Linked DNA regions of Mus musculus: all the other regions are linked to region 2. The links are chromatin contacts, called in public HiChIP or PLAC-seq and promoter capture Hi-C maps. All regions are on one chromosome and are shown on one strand. Each heading gives the region's core, a stretch centred on a gene start, on an enhancer-like site or on the middle of the called end of the contact. The rest is flanking DNA. Distances are from core to core; before and after follow the strand shown.

Evidence for each region. Promoter capture Hi-C pulls out the DNA fragments that hold promoters and counts their contacts. HiChIP or PLAC-seq counts read pairs in DNA pulled down with a chosen protein or histone mark.
Region 1: a contact with region 2 is called in a promoter capture Hi-C map of stem cell-derived epiblast-like cells, with 7 times the contacts expected there. The contact joins the promoter of Vcam1 here to the promoter of S1pr1 in region 2. A contact is called at or near these places in 9 of 39 promoter capture datasets (cranial neural crest, embryonic stem cells, frontonasal cranial neural crest and 5 more) and 1 of 115 datasets of contacts at active chromatin or transcription factors (astrocytes).
Region 3: a contact with region 2 is called in a CTCF HiChIP or PLAC-seq map of the NIH/3T3 cell line, with 5 read pairs. The contact joins the enhancer-like site here to the promoter of S1pr1 in region 2. A contact is called at or near these places in 1 of 39 promoter capture datasets (neural stem cells), 1 of 15 datasets of contacts at CTCF or cohesin (the NIH/3T3 cell line), 1 of 484 Hi-C or Micro-C datasets (embryonic stem cells), 1 of 115 datasets of contacts at active chromatin or transcription factors (stem cell-derived neural progenitor cells) and 2 of 9 other capture datasets (adipose tissue and liver).

Annotation. Positions count from the first base shown.
Region 1 is chr3:116,127,418-116,131,263 of GRCm38.p6, reverse strand. Vcam1 (vascular cell adhesion molecule 1) reads left to right here and starts at 1,576. Exons shown (of 9, transcript NM_011693.3): 1 at 1,576-1,960; 2 at 2,456-2,731. The coding sequence starts at 1,897.
Region 2 is chr3:115,712,464-115,716,734 of GRCm38.p6, reverse strand. It overlaps S1pr1 (sphingosine-1-phosphate receptor 1), which reads left to right and starts at 1,680. Exons shown (of 2, transcript NM_007901.5): 1 at 1,680-2,026; 2 at 3,621-4,271. The coding sequence starts at 3,792.
Region 3 is chr3:116,021,862-116,026,164 of GRCm38.p6, reverse strand. Extl2 (exostosin-like glycosyltransferase 2) reads right to left here. Exons shown (of 5, transcript NM_001163514.1): 3 at 1,731-2,158; 4 at 770-840. Among named protein-coding and RNA genes, the nearest start is that of Extl2, 16 kb to the right of the region's middle. Within about 2 kb of position 1,769, at least 35 of the 459 cell types and tissues checked have an H3K27ac peak or open chromatin away from gene starts, as enhancers often do. A contact at or near this core is called in the NIH/3T3 cell line, where this site is marked.

The DNA.
Region 1 (3,846 bases), core at 327-2,826, 410 kb before region 2:
GATCTACATAGCCACGGAGAGTTCTTTAGCTATATGTTAGAGTAGTGGTTCTTAAACGAGGAAGGATTTGACCTTGTGGAATCCACCAAATAGTTTTTTTTTTCACTTCCTCTGTTGTATGTACTATTCTCCTTTCCTGATAGGAATTATTTCTCCACTCACTTGGGTGAGAACTGATACCAAATAAGATGAGTCTGCATGATCCAAGTAGTTATTTATTTTTAAGTGTCAAAGACATGGATTAACATTTTCTTACATGCCTTTGATCTATGGAGAAGGTGAGAATCAGTAGGGGGTAGTCTATACTCTCCTTTTATGACATGACATTGTTGAGGTCCTCTAGATGACATGGCAGCTAATGTCATCGATCCCTGGATATGTCGTCATAGCCCTAAAATATATCCCTCAACTTCCCTTTTATACTTGCCTCTCAGTGGGAGCCACATGTATTCTCAAGAGGGAATTCAGAAGTCTCTCCTGCCAGGTTGGAGCAGTTGGCGACTGTGGGTCTCACTGATAGCCTTTGTCCAATGACATGATACTGTTAATTTTACATGTGCCCAGATGTCTGGGAACTATACCTTTCTTGTGGAATTATTTTTTTCTCTCACGTGGCACTTATGAACTACATTCAGTATTTTGAACGTTTCTCTTCTAGATTTTAAACATCTAGAAGATGCTGCAGGTTTTATAGTCGTTATATATAAAACCATTATATATATATATATATATATATATATATATATATATATATATATATATATGGAATAGAAACAACTATGAATAAGAACTAGTCCTGGCCATGCAGGGAACTGATAATGCCATGTGGGAGGTAAACCCACATGTGTATAATACAAGGAAGTGGCTATTCCGGTTTCTTTCTGATGGGCAAGCATTTTGCAAGGACATGGGCTATGCATGTGTAAGACCTACAGAGGCATTTAAGACACTTAATTGAGTCTTTCAAAAAGTCATTTCACTGGGAGTAGAAAATAATAATAAAAAAATGGTTGTCAATTCATCTCCTAAAGCTAATCTGTTTACATATTCAATTGGACTTGTGGCTAAATAATGCAGCCAAAGAAATCCACCACAAAAATTTAGCAGACAGATCCCATTTTTTAGCGTTCAAGTCTGCAAAAGACTTCCTGTCATCCAGCAATGGGTCAAAGGGCTGGGGCATTGTCAAACAAAAGAAAAGATAATTCCCTTCATTCTGCATCAACGTCCTTTCATTTACTACTTCAGAAAGTTATTTCAGGGAGGTTTTTTTTTTGTCAAAAATTCACTTATGAATAAAAGAGTATAAAAATAAGAACTACTGACTCACATTCTAAAAGAGTGACTCATGATAATGGGTCAATAAAAACAAATAAAGGATATTTTCCTTTTTTTGTTGAAAGAGAACAATTTTTATTTTTTAAATTGCAAATGCATTTCTTAATGAAGAAAAGTCAGTGGTTATTTACTGAGTGATCTCTGTCTTTGCTGTCACACACACACACACACACACACACACACACACACACACACTGTTGGCAGTTTCATTTTGCAATCATCTTTTCAGGAGAGATAGCCCTTTCGGAGCTGAAGGTCAGGAAAAGCCAGAGATTTATATACTTGGAAGTGTCGTGTTTCCCAGGACTCAGAATGACTTCAGCCCAGAAAGCAGCTGAAGGGGTTAACGTGGGGACTTGGCTGGCTGTCAGTTAAACTTTTTCCCTGGCTCTGGGTTTCCCCTTGAAGGGATTTCCCTCCGCCTCTCTAGCAAGACCCTTTATAAAGAGCAGACTTTCTATTTCACTCACACCAGCCCGGCTGGCTTTGGAGGCTGAACACTTTTCCCAGACACTTTTCACGTGGGGCACAAAGAAGGCTTTGAAGCAGAGACTTGAAATGCCTGTGAAGATGGTCGCGGTCTTGGGAGCCTCAACGGTACTTTGGATACTGTTTGCAGTCTGTAAGTTCCTGACCTATTTCACACATCTACAGCTTCTGGTGTACTACAGAGCTTTGCTATAAGAGCCAGTATTCTGACAGAGCTGGGGACGGATTTTCTTTCCACTGTCAAATGAGTAATTTGGATTATATCGGTAGTGGGTCTATCTCTTTAGTTTCCTGTATTCGACAATGAAATCAAGCTTAGAAAGTGACAAAAAAAAAAAAAAAAAAAAAAAAAAAAACTTTGTGCAATGGGCTTCAAAGTCAGAACTGAGCATTCTTCTTCGCGGTGACGATTCCAGCACCTTCCTCAAGAGCAACTTCAGGGCTTTGGGTCTGTCTTGTGCTATTAGTCTGAGACAGTTTAAAAAGTAGATCATCCCAGCTGTGCTTTGGACACTGTATTGCTGCGCAAGAGAAAAAGGACACAGTATGGGGCAGACCATGGTAAACTTGTTCTCTCTCTCTCTCTCTCTCTCTCTCTCTCTCTCTCTCTCTCTCTCTCTCTTTTCAGCTCAAGCTTTTAAAATCGAGATCTCCCCTGAATACAAAACGATTGCTCAAATCGGTGACTCCATGGCCCTCACTTGCAGCACTACGGGCTGCGAGTCACCATTGTTCTCATGGAGAACCCAGATAGACAGCCCACTAAACGCGAAGGTGAGGACGGAGGGGTCCAAGTCCGTTCTGACCATGGAGCCTGTCAGTTTTGAGAATGAACACTCTTACCTGTGCACAGCAACATGTGGCTCTGGGAAGCTGGAACGAAGTATCCACGTGGACATCTACTGTAAGTGAAGGAAGGAGCTTTTGCTTTCTCTTGATTTTGTTTGAAAAAAAATTAACGATATATTAAACAGAGACTTTTAAAGAGTATCTAGATTTTTAGCTAGCAAATGCACAATTTCAATAAAGCCAGAGAAAGAAGAAGCTAGTTAAGAACAGGAAACTAAATTTTAACCCCTGTGTCCTTGTTTGCCAAAAAAATGGTGCCCATGTAAAAGAGACTCACACCTTCTTGGCTCCAGTTCTTAGCGCAGTGTGAACCTCCCCCTGGTTCTATTAGTTAGTTTTTTCCCCTCTAATCTTCCATTTGGGGGTATTTCTACACGTTCATGTATTAATGTATCCAAAGGATTGATGAGTTCCTTCTTTCTGGGATCTGCTTGTAGGCTCGGGAACTCTGAGAGTATGCAAACCTTCTGCATAGACATAATTAAAACATCTATTAACATTTCAGTCATTTGATGCAGATAAATTTGGGAGGTTTTGTTGTTGCTGCCAGAGAGCTTTGCTTTTATATCTCAGAGAGTTTTTGTTTAATAAGTTAGATCTGTCTCAGGCATATGTGCAGGTACCCATATTACCCTAGCCTACCCAAAATGCATCCTACTATCATCCTCAAATCGGCAAATGAAACTACCAAGGAGAGGTGGGGGGAAATGGGCCCTATAGGAATCATTTTTCTTTGGTTACTGATGGTGTTGCTTTCCAAAAAGAAGAAAGAGAGAGAGAGAGAGAGAGAGAGAGAGAGAGAGAGAGAGAGAGAGAGAGAGAGAGAGAGAGAGAGAGAGAGAGAGAGAGAAAGAAAGAAAGAAAGAAAGAAAGAAAGAAAGAAAGAAAGAAAGAAATGAGACTCCCATAAGGCATTTCTTCATGAGCATCTTGTTTGATTCATCTTTTAATCACCTTGGTACCTTCCTACTGTGCTCCAGCCCAACTTTGCCAATGAACCTTAATTGAAATTTCAGCAAGCCCCTCCTGAAGCTGGGCTTCCCAAGCAGCTGAGCCTGGACGGCTGCTTTCAATTATGCTGGCTCTGCATGCATAGTTTATGTCTAGGCAGCCTTCTGAGCTCCTTGGAAGGTCCTGTTATATAAATACCAGGAAAGAGTAGCGAGTTCT
Region 2 (4,271 bases), core at 431-2,930:
ACTGTATACATTAGTAATAGTTTTATGCACATGTAAAGACAAGTACAATCAGAAGTACAAATGTAAGGAGTCCAAGTGCAGAAGTCTCCTCTGTTCAGGAAAGGAATGTGAAGTTCTAAGCTGATTGACAGCATTTGAGCAGACAGGCAAGACAACTTAAATTTGGTGACCCATCTCTGCCACATACTACCTGGACAATCTACAGGTCTCTCAGGGCTGAGGGATTGCTCATGGGTAGAACGGCCCATGCTACTCCATTGCTTCATGGGACAGTGGCCATCACATCTTGGGACAACAAAGTGCACAGTTCCCCTTTAAAGACCTCATAAATTGTTAGTGGGAGAAGGGGAAGCTAACTCCTTGCCTCTGCAGCACTGCGATAGACAGAAGTTATCTCCTCTTTCAAATGAAACCAGTCTCAAACTCTGTCTTTTCTGGAGGAGACTGGACGGCTGTTATCTTGGTTTCCATATTGTTTTGCAAGATCTGTAGTTTGTGGGTAGGTAAGGTAGGAAACTGTCAATGAGTGCTTCTAGGCAAATATGAATTAACAGCTACTTTTTTTTTTTTTTTGCAAGCTCATAAAATCCCAGAAGGTAGGGGTCTGTTGTTTGTTTCTTCTGTCTCTCTTGAGTCATTCAGGTACAGGGTGTGTCTGTTAATTGAAACTGCACAGCAGAGGAAGTTTTGTGATCACATCTGCTCAGGGTGGGAAGGCAGTGAGAACAGGGGACTTGGGTGGAACCACTTTTTAACAGAAGGACAGACAGACAAGGCATAAAGGCCTCCATCTGCTACTCAGACAAATCTGACCAAGGCCTCTTCAGCCTCAATCTAGCATTATCTAACAGTAGAAAAATGTGGACAAGGTGCAATTCCTTAGATTTGGGGATCTCTTAGTTATCTCTACGTAGACAGGGAGAGAAGAGGGGTCCAGCTTTAGGCAGGGGGCTGTAGGCACTGGCCAGTGAAAGGACAGGCAACCTCTTTCCCCTGTGGACATTCCTGAACTGCTGCTGGATTGTTTAAATCTCTGAGGCCAGGGCAGCAGCCCACCTCCTCAAAGGCCTCTGAGCTTCCCAGAATCTGGGGCACACCGCCTGGCTTTGCGGTCAGCTGAGAGAGGGGAACCCCCGGTCCAACATCAAGCACAGCACTGGCCCACTTCACCGTGCACCCGGGGAAAGCCACTTTCTGCCCACCAGACCGCAAGTTTCAAGGCTTCACCAGGATCGGAGTGGAGGGGGTGGAGGAAGAGGAGGTGGAGGACAGAAGCTTTTCAGTACTTCGGGGCTGCTCTCCTCCGACCTTCTCAGGATCCCCTCTCTGCGGCGTGGCTGCGGCTCTCCGGGCAGTGGCTCGGGTTTCCCCTGACCGCGTGGAAGTGGCCCCCAGGGCACCGGACCACTCGGGCTACACGGATCCTCAGGGCTGTGGGGTCTGGGACCAGAAAGCTCCTCTACCAAGTGCAGGCTTGTCCTCTGTCCTCTAAGATTTTTAACGAAGAAAAGTTTTCCCAGGGATCCCCATGCCTAGTTTCAGAGTCCGTCCCGCGCTGGGGACTGCGGGAAGCTGTGTGAATTAGAATTTAGGAGCTGCCAGGCTCCGCCCCTTCTCTTCCCTTCTCTCTGCTGGTTGGGGCGGAGGGGCTCCTATTCATTTGGTTTTATTTTAGTCACTCTGCCCCAGATCTTTCTGGGAGGCTGCTTCTTAGCAGCCCAGACCCTGAGGGGCCCCCTGCCGCTGGCAGAGGGCGGAGGAGTTAAAAGCATTAACCCCTCCCAGTCCCTTCCTAGAGGAGCCACCCAGCCTCGGCGGGGCGCTCAGAGACTTCGTCTTGCAAAAGTGGTGCGGGCAGCGCAGGCAGGGCTGGCCATTGGAGTGCACCGCTGAGGAGGGAGGGGACCCCAGCTCAGGGAACTTTGCGAGTGAGCTGGTCGCCGTCAGTCGCCGACAGCAGCAAGATGCGGATCGCGCGGTGTAGACCCAGAGTCCTGCGGACGCAGCTTCGTCCGGCTTGAGCGAGGTAGGGGGTTGTGAGCCTCGCAGGCTCCGGCTATGGGGCGTCCAGGTGTCAAGAACGAACCTTTAAACACAAACGAAACAAACAAAAACTTTGAGAAAAAACAAAGCAAAACGAACCCGGGCATCACCAAGATGCTATGGAGTCCTTCTTGACTGACTTCTTCTTGGGGCACGGAGTTTATGAAGTTAGAAAAAAAAAAAGATTAATTTCCAAATTATAGAAACGACTGGGGGAGGGCATGCTAGAGAAGCTGTGATTCATTAGAACGGAGAAAAGGGAAGACGCTTATTATTATTATTTTTTTTTTTTTGAAATCCTGTAGACAAAATTATCAGGCACCACGCCAATAATTTCCATTGCCTGAGAATGGACTGTAGCGATAAGAGTGGAGAAATGTTGAGTTTCGTAAGCTTTTGTCACAGAAATGACTACAATGTCTCTAGGGTCCCCTCCCCCCTCATTTGTTATAGAGTTGATCAATTACTGTGCAGACTTTAGAGTACTTATTTAGTGCTGTGTGTCCAACTTAAGTAGTGCTGTGTGCCCTTTAGGGATTGCTAGTTCTGTTGAGAGGAGGCAATGTTGGGGGTGTGGGGAGCGGAGGAAGTTAAAAGTGCCCATGCAAACTTAGCAGTATGTGTTTCTGGAAATTAATGTACCTGAAGTTAAAACAAAGTGGCGTGCTTCGTTATCGCTAGCAGGGTGACTTTCGTGTGTGTGTGTGTGCAAGTAAGCGTTGGCTAAAGTTAAAACTTTCTTAAGCAATCAGTTCATGGAGAAACGTCTAGGATTTGCTGCAATCTCTTAGGAGGGGTTCTCCGTGAATACCTTTAAACGTAATAAATGAACTTGTGGGGCGGTTGGGTGAGGCGGAGGAGTAAAGACAGAAGTTTTAAAAAGAAGAATAGGCAGTTGCTTCACGGAGGCGCCAAGCTTTCCTGTTTACTTCAAGGCCTGGCGGCCCACACCACACCTCGCTTTACCCTCTGACCATCGGACCCTCAGCACACCTGCTCCTAGGGAGTTATTAATAGAGCCCAGAAAACGGCTTACTTGTCAAATGACCTCCTACAAAGCTACTTTTTTTTTGGCATGGTAATGAGAAGGTGGGCTGGTCTCTTCGAGGTGTGTGTGTGTGTGTGTGTGTGTGTGTGTGTTGGGGTATGCATGTCTGCCCTGCACCCAGAATGGGCAGTTGGTGCCTTCTGTGAGCAAGCAGTCGATTTTCGCTTGAAGGAATCTCAGGGCTGGACACTGAACGTGGCAATGCCAGTGGAAATGGCGTGGGCTCGAAAACTAGAATGGGTGGCTCTCATTTCCATCTTGGTGGATTTAGTGACCCAAGGGAAGGTTTTGTCTCCTCAGAGTCTGGGTAAATTGTTTTTTCTACCTCTCTTTCTAACTTCATTTCTCTTTTGTTTGTTTATTTTTGTTTTGTTAATAGAAATGACCATTTGAGTTAAAAAAAATCCTCCCTGTGTCCTGTATCCTTAAAACAAATCATCAACAAAGTTGGAGCAATGCCTTGGCTAGAATGAATTATGCTAGTGTGCTGGGCATTTTCCCTGATTCTTTTCTTTGTAACTTGTTTAAGGCTGCTGTTTCTCGGAGGCCTCTCCAGCCAAGGAAAAGCTCCATAAAAGAAAAAAGCATTGGATTGCTCGCTGACCTGGCTTTGCTGTAACTGAAGGCTCACTCAACCTCGCCCTCTAGCGTTTGCCTGGAGAAATACCACCCCAGGCTCCTGGGGACACAATTAGCAGCTATGGTGTCCACTAGCATCCCGGAGGTTAAAGCTCTCCGCAGCTCAGTCTCTGACTATGGGAACTATGATATCATAGTCCGGCATTACAACTACACAGGCAAGTTGAACATCGGGGCGGAGAAGGACCATGGCATTAAACTGACTTCAGTGGTGTTCATTCTCATCTGCTGCTTCATCATCCTAGAGAATATATTTGTCTTGCTAACTATTTGGAAAACCAAGAAGTTCCACCGGCCCATGTACTATTTCATAGGCAACCTAGCCCTCTCGGACCTATTAGCAGGCGTGGCTTACACAGCTAACCTGCTGTTGTCTGGGGCCACCACTTACAAGCTCACACCTGCCCAGTGGTTTCTGCGGGAAGGGAGTATGTTTGTGGCTCTCTCTGCATCAGTCTTCAGCCTCCTTGCCATCGCCATTGAGCGCTACATCACCATGCTGAAGATGAAACTACACAACGGGAGCAACAGCTCGCGCTCC
Region 3 (4,303 bases), core at 520-3,019, 310 kb before region 2:
AGCAGCAGCTTTTAGAAGGCTGGCATGGACACAGTGCTGTCACCACCTGCCCTTCGAGTCCCATGGTGCTATGTGGCCTTAGGGAGGACTTACTGCAAATATAATCAACTAGGATAGCACAATATTTAATCAAGAAGATCTGCACACAGTTCTGGACTCAGGCAATCTGCAACATAGCTTGCGAAGCCCAACTATTATTAGTATATGCTCAGTGGGAGAGCCAGCAGGCCACTTATGCCGGCTCACTCAAGCTGGCACTTAGGGACAACCAAGCCAAAACAAACACCTGCCGCCACAACGGTACACACAGAATTAGGACCTCAGGATTTCTCGACACGGGCTCAACTCGTATGCGATTTTGTTGAGGCGATACATGGTTTCTTGTAGAACAAGCTTCTCACATCGTTAGTACACAGATACATTTGCCAGCTGAGACAAGATGGTCTAGGGAAAACTTTGCTGCATTGTAGTCTTGGCTGCACCAGATCCTTTCATTGTTCTTGGGAAGCTAATTCCATTTTTATTTCCCATTTCAAGAAGATGTTAAGCCAAGATGTTAAGATGTTAAGTTTCATGCTATCTTAAGTAAGCTCTGAAAATCTCCATTGGGCTATGACGACTATGGTTTTATTGGGCTATGGTTTTAGATACTGTACTGTCTTAGTAGCCTCCATTAAAAAGCTAAGCTGCCCAGGCTAGGTATCACATAGATAAAACTTTACCCATATGGTGTCATAAAAAAAAAAAAAAAAAAAAAAAGCAACATTACCTGCCAAATTGAGAAAGCGAAAACAAGGTCCTGGGCACTAATGAGTGTGTCATCGTCTACCATCAACACCGCTGCGATGGAAAGGAAAAAAGAGACACTGAACTGTGTGGAAATGAATGCAAAACTCAGGAAGATACCGTTGTGGTTGTGTCTATACAGACCACTCAAGCTGACCACTTTCTAACCCAATTACGGGATCAAAAACATATTCTTAAAGAGATTTGTCTCCAACAGGGGAAAACAAAATCTGCCTGAAGGAAAAATACCACCATGCAATTATAACACATCCACTCAGAAACTAATGAACACGTAACAAAGCCAACATACTTAAAAAAAAAAAAAATCACACGCCGGAGAAACTGTTGAACAGGGGAAGGAAAGAATGTCACACATAACGTTAAGGTAAATGTCACTGTGCTGGCTTTACGTCAACTTGAGTTGAGAGTAGGGAGCCTTAATTGAGAAAATGCCTCTATAAACCAGGATGGAAGCCAGCCTGGAGGGCATTGTCTTAACTAGTGATTGACAGGGGAGGGCCCAGCCCACTGTGGGTGGGGCTACTCCCTGGACTGGTAGCCCTGAGTTCTATAAAAAAACAAGCTGAGCAAGCCTATAAGCAATACCCCCCTCCATAGCCTCTGCTTCAGCCCTTGCCTTCAGACTCCTGTGCTGACTCCTTCAATGATGAACAGTGATGTGGAAACGTTAGCCAAATAAACCATTGCATTTGGTCATGGTGTTTCATCACAGCAATAGTAACCCCCCCAACACACACACACACACACACACACACACACACACACACACACACACACACACGCCACGCGAGCTGCCTGTTGGAAATCTGGAAATGGCTTAAGCGTTTTAAAGTGCCTTTCTAACAACCTCCCTGAGAGCCGGAAGTCCGCCCACACACCCACCGGAGCCCTGTCAGACCCTGTCAGATCCAGCTTTGACTCACCGTTGGTCTCCACTTCAGGGAAGACCTGGAGTCGGTTTCTCATTTTGTTTGCTGTTTGTGGTTTGAAGATGACAGGGATCGGGTGAGGCCCTAGAGAATTCCACAACTCCTCTGGGCCCTTCTCTCCCACATTGTTCCACACCACGATCACCTTGTGCAGACTCGGTACTGCCTGGTAATGATTTAAGAGTCTTAGTAAGAGGTCTGTTCTGTTGTATGTCTGCATGATGAGGGTGAATGAATCCAGGGCCGACTTGCTCGGGGATTTGATCTCCCTACGCAGAGTGAGCATCTTGTCTTCTTTGATGTTGGGGAGTAAGTTGGTCAAAGCCCCCGCTACCAGCAGCAACACAAGGATGACCACCAGGGAGAACCGGAGCACTCGAATCCCCATGACTCTTCCCGGAAGTTTGCAGATGTGGCAACCCCTGGAGTAGAGACGGCAATAAAATACAGTCATTATGTTTCAGTTAAGTCACTGACCACTCTTGTCAGGGATTTACATTCATTTGTAAAGTGATTTGGCCTGACAAATATTAAAAAAATGTGGTCTTACATTCTCTTAAAAATATATGTTTGTCAATTCTTTAAGAAGGTCATACAATGTATTTTGATCATATGCATTTCCCACTCCTCCCCGTAGCTCCTCCCAGATCCACCACCATTTCCCACATCACTTCAGGTCATCCTTTTGTTTTTTAAGAAGAACCCACTGTTGGGGTAACCTTTTTGCCCATTGTGTGAAGGTTGTCTTTGTATTATTCCATTGCCTATTGCTATAGTGCAGAGAGCTGAGGACTGGGGGGGATTTGGTACTGCTGAGGGATCACCTGCCTCAGTGTTTTGTGAACATTCACCTTCCTCACTTGGTGCATGGCTTAATAAAGAGCTGATGAGCTATTGTTAGTCAGGAAAGAGAAGGTGGGACTTCTGGGGTGAGAGAGAGTCTCATGGAGAAGACCAGGCTCAAGGACATTTGCTAGTAGGACACCAAGGTGGTCAGATGTACCAGGGCTGAGAGAGAGTTAAAGAACTAGCCATGTGACGGGTTGTAAGCTAAGATAATAAGATTAAGTCAGCCCAGCTAGCTGAGAGGTAGTTTAACCTAAGGCCTAAGGAATAATAAAAATTAGTAAGTCTCTGTGTTATTATTCACATCACTGGTGAGTCCAGAAAGTCCCACTATAATCCACAGAGTCCGATTTGTGCTGACCATATGTGCCCAAGTTTGGGTCTACTCCTTGAGTATAGTTCACCTCCAGGGGCCAAACCCTTCCAAAGAAAATGAAAAACATGTCCCTCTCACCCTGATGCATCAACTATCAATAGCTTTCAGGGCTGGGAAGTCACTGGCCCCTCCCACTCATTATAAGAATGCTGTCTGGCTTGATATTGTGCAGGTAGTAACCACAGGCACTCCTTTCCTCTTCCTCCTCCTCCTTTCCCCCCCTTTCTCCTCCCCCTTTGTCTTCCTCCATCTTCTTCTCATTTGATAGTTTAGATAACTTATGAGGATTCGATAACTTTTCTGGAGCTATTAAACAATTTGAATAATAGCACTAGGTTTCATATCCAGAGAATCCATGCCTATATATATGCCAAGCTGCTCCAGACTGTAGGCTGTGCTGTTCTGCCAGGATTCACATGATCGTTGAAGTAGGGGATCATGGTAATTTGAATGAAAATAGCCCCTTTAGGCACTATATTTGCATGCTTTGTTCCCAGTTGATGAACTGTTTGGGACGATAGGAGCTGTGTGGCCTTGTTGGAGGAGTGTGTCAATGGGAATGGGCACTGAAGCTTCAAAAGCCCCCTACCAGCTTCCCCCTCTTTTCCTCTTTTCCCTCTCTCACCCCACTCTCTCACCCCCATCTATGATTCTGTCTGCCTGGTATCTACAGACATCAGAGTGTAAAGTTCTCAGCTACTTCTCCAGCACCACCCCTGCCCACCTGCAGTCATGCTCCCCACACCATGAGAACTAACCCTCTGAAATTGTAGGCAAGATCCCAATAAAATGTTTTCTTTTGTGAGAGTTACCTTGGCCATGGTGTCTGTTACTGCAATGGAAGAGTAACGAAGACGGGGGGGGGGGGTTGTATTTCCACAGGACCAGGTCTCACAGCATAGACCACAAGGTATGGTGATGCACATTGCAATCCCAGCATTCAAGAGGCTGAGGCAGGAGGATGGCATGTTCCAAGACAGCCTGGGCTACATAATACATACTAAGATCCTACCTCTAACAAAACAGACCAGGCTTCCCAAGCTAACCATGGAATAGTAGCAGTGAACACAACTGAAGAAAATAGCTTGGATCCTCCCTAGTTAGAAGGTTCTAACTAATCAACGTCTCCAATGTACAGGCTAAATCGTACTGTCAGTTTTACAGACTGAGACATGATTTTTCTGTCTCTACACATTGTCATTTCCTGGACTGCTACCTCCTGCACTGATGGTTTTTAATTAACCCTGCCTCTGGTTTCTGACAATTTATTACCCCACAAACCTACACTGAGCTTTTCAGGTATATCCTTACGTTATTTTGGTAACTGTCTCGAATCCATTTTGTC